Linked DNA regions of Hordeum vulgare: region 2 is linked to region 1. Evidence: chromatin contacts called from public Hi-C data. All regions are on one chromosome and are shown on one strand. Each heading gives the region's core, a stretch centred on a gene start, on an enhancer-like site or on the middle of the called end of the contact. The rest is flanking DNA. Distances are from core to core; before and after follow the strand shown. Region 1 has its middle 8.5 kb from the start of LOC123439257. Region 2 holds the start of LOC123439259 (17.9 kDa heat shock protein 2-like).

Region 1 (3,836 bases), core at 378-2,877:
CATGTATCTAGGTGGAGGCGGGGCCTTCGAATACCAAATAGGTCATGTGCATGTTCCCACAACAAAGTGGCATGAGAGCAATGCACTAGAGCGTGCATAAGGTCCTCAACCATCGCCAAGTAAACATTGCATCTGTTGATGACTTTTATATGCCGACGTCGAAAGGTGCATTCATGTGGAAGAATACCACGAACAACTCTCAACCAGAAGGCACGCACCTTCGGTAAAACCTTAAGCTTCGAGAGCTTCTTCCACATCTGTTCGTCATTCATTGAGGTGTTGGTGACCTTCCCTTCCTCTAGAGCAACAAGCTCTTTCCGAGTCACGAGAGCAGGGAACGCAGATTTGACAGAATAAGAGCCACTCCTTTCAAAAGCCCAGGCCAGGAAATCATCCCCACCACCAGCATGCAGTGGGATATTCAGAATAGCTTCCTCAGGTAAAGTGAAGAAATGTCGAACAACATCTTGCCTCCAAGTCCAATTGTCAGAGTCAATGAGATGATCGACTGTACTGAGAGTAGTTCCACCCGGTATGACCGAGGGCGACAAGTTGATCAATCCAGGGATCCAACAATCCTCCCAGATGGAGATATAACTCCCATCTCCTACTCGCGTTCCTGCCTGCAATGATAGCTCGCCAGATCGCGGACGAGGACTTCGGGATAGTAGCAGCCATGAAATCACAGTCAGGGAAGTAACGACCCTTCATAACCCTAGCACACAGGCAATTCGGATTAGCGATAAATCTCCATCCGTGTTTACCTAATACCGCCAGGTTAAACAGTTCGAGGTTACGAAACCCCATGCCACCACCAGCCTTAGATGATGCAAGCTTGTCCCATGATATCCAATGCATAGCTCGACGATCAAGGGAACCTGTCAACACTTTCCTGAGTTGCACTAATGAAGATCAGACAATCGTCAGCAAACAATAAGTGACTAACCCACGGAGCTCAGAAGGATACTCGAATACCTCTATGAACATTAGGGAAATAGTTAAGCAGAGAAGTAAGTCCCTCCGCACAAAGCAAAAAGAGAAATGGTGAAATTGGATCGCCTTGCCGCAACCCACATGAGGGGGTGAACACAGGTAGGAGATCCCCATTCACTCTCACCGTGAACCTGACGGAGGTCACACACTTCATCACGAGGTTCACACACCGACAGCTAAAACCAAGCTTGAGCATGATTGCCTCCAAATAATGTCATTCAACTCGGTCATAGGCTTTCATCATATCCAACTTGACAGCACAAGAATAATTTTTCCCTTTTTCCGCCTCCTCATAGTATGAACACTTTCAAACGCCACGACCATATTGTCAGTAATCAGGCAGCCCAGGATGAATGCACTTTGTTCCTCCCCCACCACTGCATCCATAATCTCCTTCAGACGATTAGTAATCATCTTGGCAGCGATCTTATAAAAAAAACTGGACACAGAGAAATGGGTGGGTATTGGCTAATCGACTGTGGGTTTCTTACCTTCGGAATAAGAGTAATATACGCATCATTAAACTGTTAGGACATAAAAAACCGTGGCGATGAACTCGGCGTGGCTGGTACGTGTATGGGCGCGCATCGGGCACGTCGGGTGCATCGGGTTCATGGGCTAGGTGTGCGTGTGTGTGTTGCACGGGGTGACCAAGCACTCGCGCAGAGTAGGCGTAGGAATACAAGGCAGGCAGTTAGCTAGCTATACGGCGATCTCGCGCACGTCCGTTGGAGCTGGCCGCTAGCTGCGCGCGGGAACGCGTCGTAGCGGAGCGAGGCGTGCGGATCGTGGACGCGAGAAGGCAGGGAGTGAGGGTGCGTGCCCGGTCACTTGCCTAGGTATAAAGCTGTATGGTTACGTTGTACTGGAGCCGGCAATTGAGTTCGTGCTCAAGATAAAAAGGATGCTGTTCGTGCGGCTGTGGCGTTAGGAAACTTCCTATGTCCCTTTTCTTCTTCTTTCCCTGATCGTTTGACGAGAGTGCAGAGAGACGGGGAGAGGTAGGGCTACGGCCAGCTAGGACAAGAGCTGGGCTACTCCAACATAAACCCAACCGGCAAATCACCACCATTGAAAAAGCCAAGAATAGCCGGCACAAGGTCGCCATTGATCAGATCCCAGTGCCGCAGGAAGAACCCTGCAGTAAAACCATCGATACCTGGGGCTTTGGAGGGAGACATCTGGAATAAAGCTGTATGAACCTCCTCCGGGCTCCGGCCCGAACGGTTGATCCAGGAATGCATTCATATTGCCATTGACTCTCTCCGGAACAAACTGCAGTAGCGCATTCATATCATTGTAGCCTTGGGATGTGTATAAATTTTGATAGAATGCTTGCACTCCTGCTTTATCTTCAGCTCTGGACGCACAAGAAGACCCTAGTTGGAATGGTATTTCTCCACCTGCCTCCCTCCTCTTTCAACCTTGACCCTTGAAACTCTTTTCCATGGGCCTCATTCCCTATGGCCGATACCATGTTTTTTCCTCATAATTCTTAAATTAAGAATTTATTTTTAATATTTTTATTAATAAATTAAACACATAAAATATCATGTGTTGTAGAACAGGAGGATTTGTGTATGGCGGGCATTATGATTCCCTAAGTCACTCTCAAACCATACATCTGCTTATTTGTTCAAGCCGATGGGTTCTTTTGTTTGCATTTTTACTATTGCTGATAGATTGTTGATTTGGCAATTGATATGACAAATATTTATTTTGGCCTAACAAATTATATACGTAGTTAACTCTTTCCTTCACTGCTAAGACAACATGTGCAAATTTAGAGCATCTACAAAGGTAATCCGCAAATCTCCCGCATCCGTTCGGATCGTACAGTCACGACCACGGAAATCATCCAACACGAATTTATATCGGTCCATATTGCAGTTTGGATGTACTTTCTTACGTAAACAAGAGACAAATGTGTTGGGTTTTGCACGCGTTCGGACAACACCTAGGCCCTGCGTCTGATTGTGCTCGCCCATAAATCCTTCGTGTCTGAAATGGTTAGCGCCGCTCCATAGTGTCAATGCTGTATTCATGCCTGGCCAAAATGGACGAGACTTCTCACTAGCGCCGAAATTGAAGCAATGCGCTGGCCAAGAGAGTGTCGCCCGCGCCGCTTTCCATGCATGCGACTGCTCCACATTCAATCCGTCTGTCTCCCGCATTAACGACACAATGGCGACCAGTCCAATGAGTCTGTCTCCCACATTAATGCCATGTGGTTGCTAAGACGGCTACTCCAGTGCCACGAGTCGGTCCCTCTGTCACCCAACCATAGCCACAGTTATCCAGCTCCGACATTTTCTCTTCTCGGCACCACTTCCACAATGGCTTCCTCACGCTACAAAGTTCTTTGGGACAGGCCGACGACGGATCAAAAGAAGAAGATGATCGCCATTACTCTCGGCTCGATGGCTGTCACAAGGCCGAAGGATGACAACGTCCAGATCAAGTATATGACGAACGATGAGCCGACATCACCCTCGTCGTCCACGACACCCCCTCCTCCTCCGAGCCACCATCGCCAGCGCATTGCACCGTGACCATCAGCAAGGCCTTTGACTTTGAAATGGACATGGTGCGGGAGGAGAGGGACGAGAAGTTCCAGGAGGCACTGGCCGACACCGCCTACAACCACCACCTCCTCCACGAGCATCAACCGGCGAAGGAGAAGCTCGCCATCGACAGACGGAAGAGCATCTCACCGCCGGTAGGCTGACACCGCCTACAACCACCACCTCCTCCAGGGGCACAAGGAGTTCAACAAGGCGGAGAACGATGCGTTTGACAAGAGCGAAGAAGAGGACGTTGACTAGAAGGACAACGACGAGGTA
Region 2 (3,435 bases), core at 833-3,332, 33 kb after region 1:
GCCCGGCCTGACCCGACCCGATCGCCGGCTTAAATATGAAACCCGAGCCCAGCCCAAAGACATACTTCCTCTGTCACGGTTTAGAAGGCACGTTTAAAAAATCTCTGGGACCAATGTAGTCATCGATTGATTATAAGATGTAGCATGTGTACATGTTAATGCGTCTAATCAACTGATAAAATAGTAGTACTAATGCGTGACCACCAAATTGGGAGGGCGCATGCATGAATATTACTCCCTACGTTCCTAAATATAAGACCTTTTAGAAATTCTACTATGGACTACATATGGAGCGAAATGAGTGAACCTATACTCTAAAATATGTCTATATACATCCGAATGTAGTAGTGTAATCTCTAAAAGGTCTTATATTTAGAAACGGAGGGAGTACTAGTACTAATTAATAAAGTAATTGTTTTTGCGCCTTAAACTATGTCTATTTTAGAAACGCACGTAAATTTAACTATTGTCTTCTAAACCGTGACGGAGGGAGTAAAAAGCTGAGTGCGCACGATTGGCCCAGCCTGACCACGGCTTAAAATTGCATTCCTCAAGGCAGAGCCCGGCCCGATGGTAAGTTTAGGCATGGCCTGGTCCGAGATTTTTGGACGGGTCGGATCGGGCCGTCCAGGCCGGGTTGCTCATGGCGAGGTATAGCCCACACTCATCTACTTCCACGCTAGCGGCGATATCATCTGTATCCTCATCATCTGTATAACCCGTGTGCCATTTATGACTCACTAGTTTGCCCGATATCATATGTATCCTCATGTTTCTGAACTTATAATAAAGAATACAGTTTTTGTTTAAAAAAAATCTACTTCCACCTCTCCGGCGTCTCCAACCGCGACGTCAAGCCGCAGAACATCCTCCTTGACGCCGACGGGAACCTCATGGTCTATGACTTTGGCCTCGCGGTGCCCTCGGAGTCCCACCGAATAGCAAGAGTTTGACAAAATGCATGAAAATAATGTAAATTTTACTCTGCTATGTTTGAATGATCAGTTAGAAATGACCATTTTTAGTGGAGTAAAAGTACTCTCTTAAAGATACCAGGCCGTTTACTTCTCTAGGATTGGTTAGAGTTGCTCTAACAAGTACTGAATTTAATTAGCGAGTACCAGTAGAATGATTCAGGCTTTCTCTTCATCAACTTGACAGTGAACACTTCACTAATTTGACCGTGAACACCAAAACTGACAAGTAAGAGTACATGCAAACTTGACTGTGCGCATGCATATTACAGGCCGAATGGCCGATGAAAGTAGTACGTAGTTACGTACATCGAACACCACAATTTGCTGCGGACCCATCAAGCAGATCATACATACGAGCAGCAACTTATTACTGCACGTACGTCCGTAGTCGGCACCGGCGTCGATCGCCATCAGCACGGGCTGGCCTCGACGACCTCGATGGCCATGGGAGGCTCGGGCATGGCCACGGCGGCGGCGGCGGCACCGACCCTGGGCACGGTGACGGTGAGCTGCGCGCCGCCGTCCTCCATGGCGGCCCTGACCTGGCCCAAGGCGGCGTCTTGCGGGAGGTGGAACCTGCCGAAGAAGGTGGCGCAGCTGCGCTCGACGTGGTGCCGCGTCTCGCTCTTGGCCTCCCTCCGCAGGGTCCGCTCGCCGGCGATGACCAGCACCTTGCCCTCCTCCTCCACCTCCACCTTGACCTCCTCCTTGGTGACCCCCGCGGGGAGCCTGGCGCTGAACACGTACGCCTCCGCCGTCTCCCGGCTCTCGATGTAGGTGTCGGCGAACGCGGTGGTGTCGCTGGCCAGCCACGCGTCGGCGCCGCCGGACGCCGTGGTGCCGAAGATGCTGCCGAAGGGGTTCCACGAGTCCAGGGCCAGCGTGTCCAAGAACCTCACCATAGACATCCTCCTCTCGTTTAACAAGCTTGGAAATATATGTATGTCTGTTGTATGTGTGTGTACCAAATGCAGGCTAGCTTGGAAAATATGTAGTATCTCTGAATGCTGCTAGCTCGGAGCTGGCTAATGGCGAGCGAGGCACCGTCTATTTATGGACGACGAAAGTATACACTAGCGGACCAGCCACCTACCTTGCGCCTTCCTGCGGAGCTGCAGCTGTCTCTGTAGCTTGACTTGTCCTTGCTGCTTGGGCCAGTACGTGGTGTGAAGGGGTCCTTGCTTCGTTGCTTTGTGCATGGAATCATATGGGGACGATCAAGAAAGCACGCACGAGAAATCCGAGCAACAACGATGAAAGCAGACCCGATGCACCTAAAAAATGCATTGAAAATTATCCAAAAAAAAAAACACTTTACAGCGCCATTTTATGCAAGAAAATATCGCACGAGAAGCTACAAAAATTGGGTCGCAAACGGTCCCTCCGGTGCACTACTTTTCCGGACCATTTCGACGGCGACGTCGTCCAATAAATTCGTTGGCATATCCTCGTCACCTCGCTAGGCTTGGCGACTCACCGGGAGCTAGCCGCCGTACGCATGAGTCGGCACGGGTGTGGGGCGACGTGTCGCACGGTCGACGTCCTAGAGTTATGGCCTCGATGTGCAGTCCCGTTCACACTCTTTCTCACTCACACGTTCCTGTTGTTGTTGTGTCATCGACAAGATCGCGTCGTCTGCAAGGCCAAGGCGTACGTCCGTGCGCGCTGTACCACTGATTAATTAGGTAGCCTTTGTTGTAATCTCGATCGACGTCGAGGTAACGATGGCGCAACAATTCTACTTCTTGGTGTGATCTGCTTATTCATTAGTGGCTCCACGCAAGATTCTGGGCTTTAGCGAGAGCACAAGCTAGCTAACTGGGGATGATGCTACATGCACAGCGTTGTTGCGGTGGCTTAATCATTTTTTCTTACTGTAGAGATGTAGGTGACTCGTTGGCCTTCTTGTTAATTAATTTGTGATTTGGAAAGGGAAGGTTTCTTAGAGCATGGTTAATAGTATAGCCAACTGCTGGCTATAAGCAGTCTTATAGCCCACTTTATAGCTAGCTTGTACAATAGTTAGCTATAAAAGAGTACTAATTTTATCATATATGATACACGTTTCATTCTCACAAAGCACCTAAGAGTATGTGCTAGAGCTGGCTCTTCACGAAGAGCCCGCTTCCCTTCTCTCTCCTCATCTCTCTCATCCAACTCAGCAGAAATATACTATTTTAATCCTTACAGCCTGCTGACTGTACCTTATTGTACTTGCTCTTATACGCCGTACCAACGCCTCTGCGTCAACAGATTTCCATTTTTCAAACTTCTTGTTCGCTTGCTCAGCAGGTGTGTGTTGTACAAGATTAGAACGTAGAGATTGACCTCCTCGCCGCCGCCTGAGGCAGCTGCCGGGCAAGCCCAGGGCGTCAAGAATGGTGGCCGCGAGATCTCGGCTGCCCTGACTCTGCGTGGAGAGTCCCGGATCTGGAGCGGCGGCTCCTTTAACGAGGCA

The links. A called contact is a pair of places that touch in the nucleus more often than the background predicts.
Region 2: a contact with region 1 is called in a Hi-C map of seedling, with 2.9 times the contacts expected there. The contact joins the promoter of LOC123439259 here to the enhancer-like site in region 1. A contact is called at or near these places in 4 of 6 Hi-C or Micro-C datasets (leaf and seedling).

Annotation. Positions count from the first base shown.
Region 1 is chr3H:13,366,599-13,370,434 of MorexV3_pseudomolecules_assembly, forward strand. No RefSeq gene overlaps it. Among protein-coding and RNA genes, the nearest start is that of LOC123439257, 8.5 kb to the left of the region's middle. Within about 2 kb of position 1,628, at least 1 of the 3 cell types and tissues checked has open chromatin away from gene starts, as enhancers often do. A contact at or near this core is called in seedling, where this site is marked.
Region 2 is chr3H:13,399,578-13,403,012 of MorexV3_pseudomolecules_assembly, forward strand. It overlaps LOC123439259 (17.9 kDa heat shock protein 2-like), which reads right to left and starts at 2,083. Exons shown (of 1, transcript XM_045115995.1): 1 at 1,119-2,083. The coding sequence starts at 1,885. The coding sequence ends at 1,388.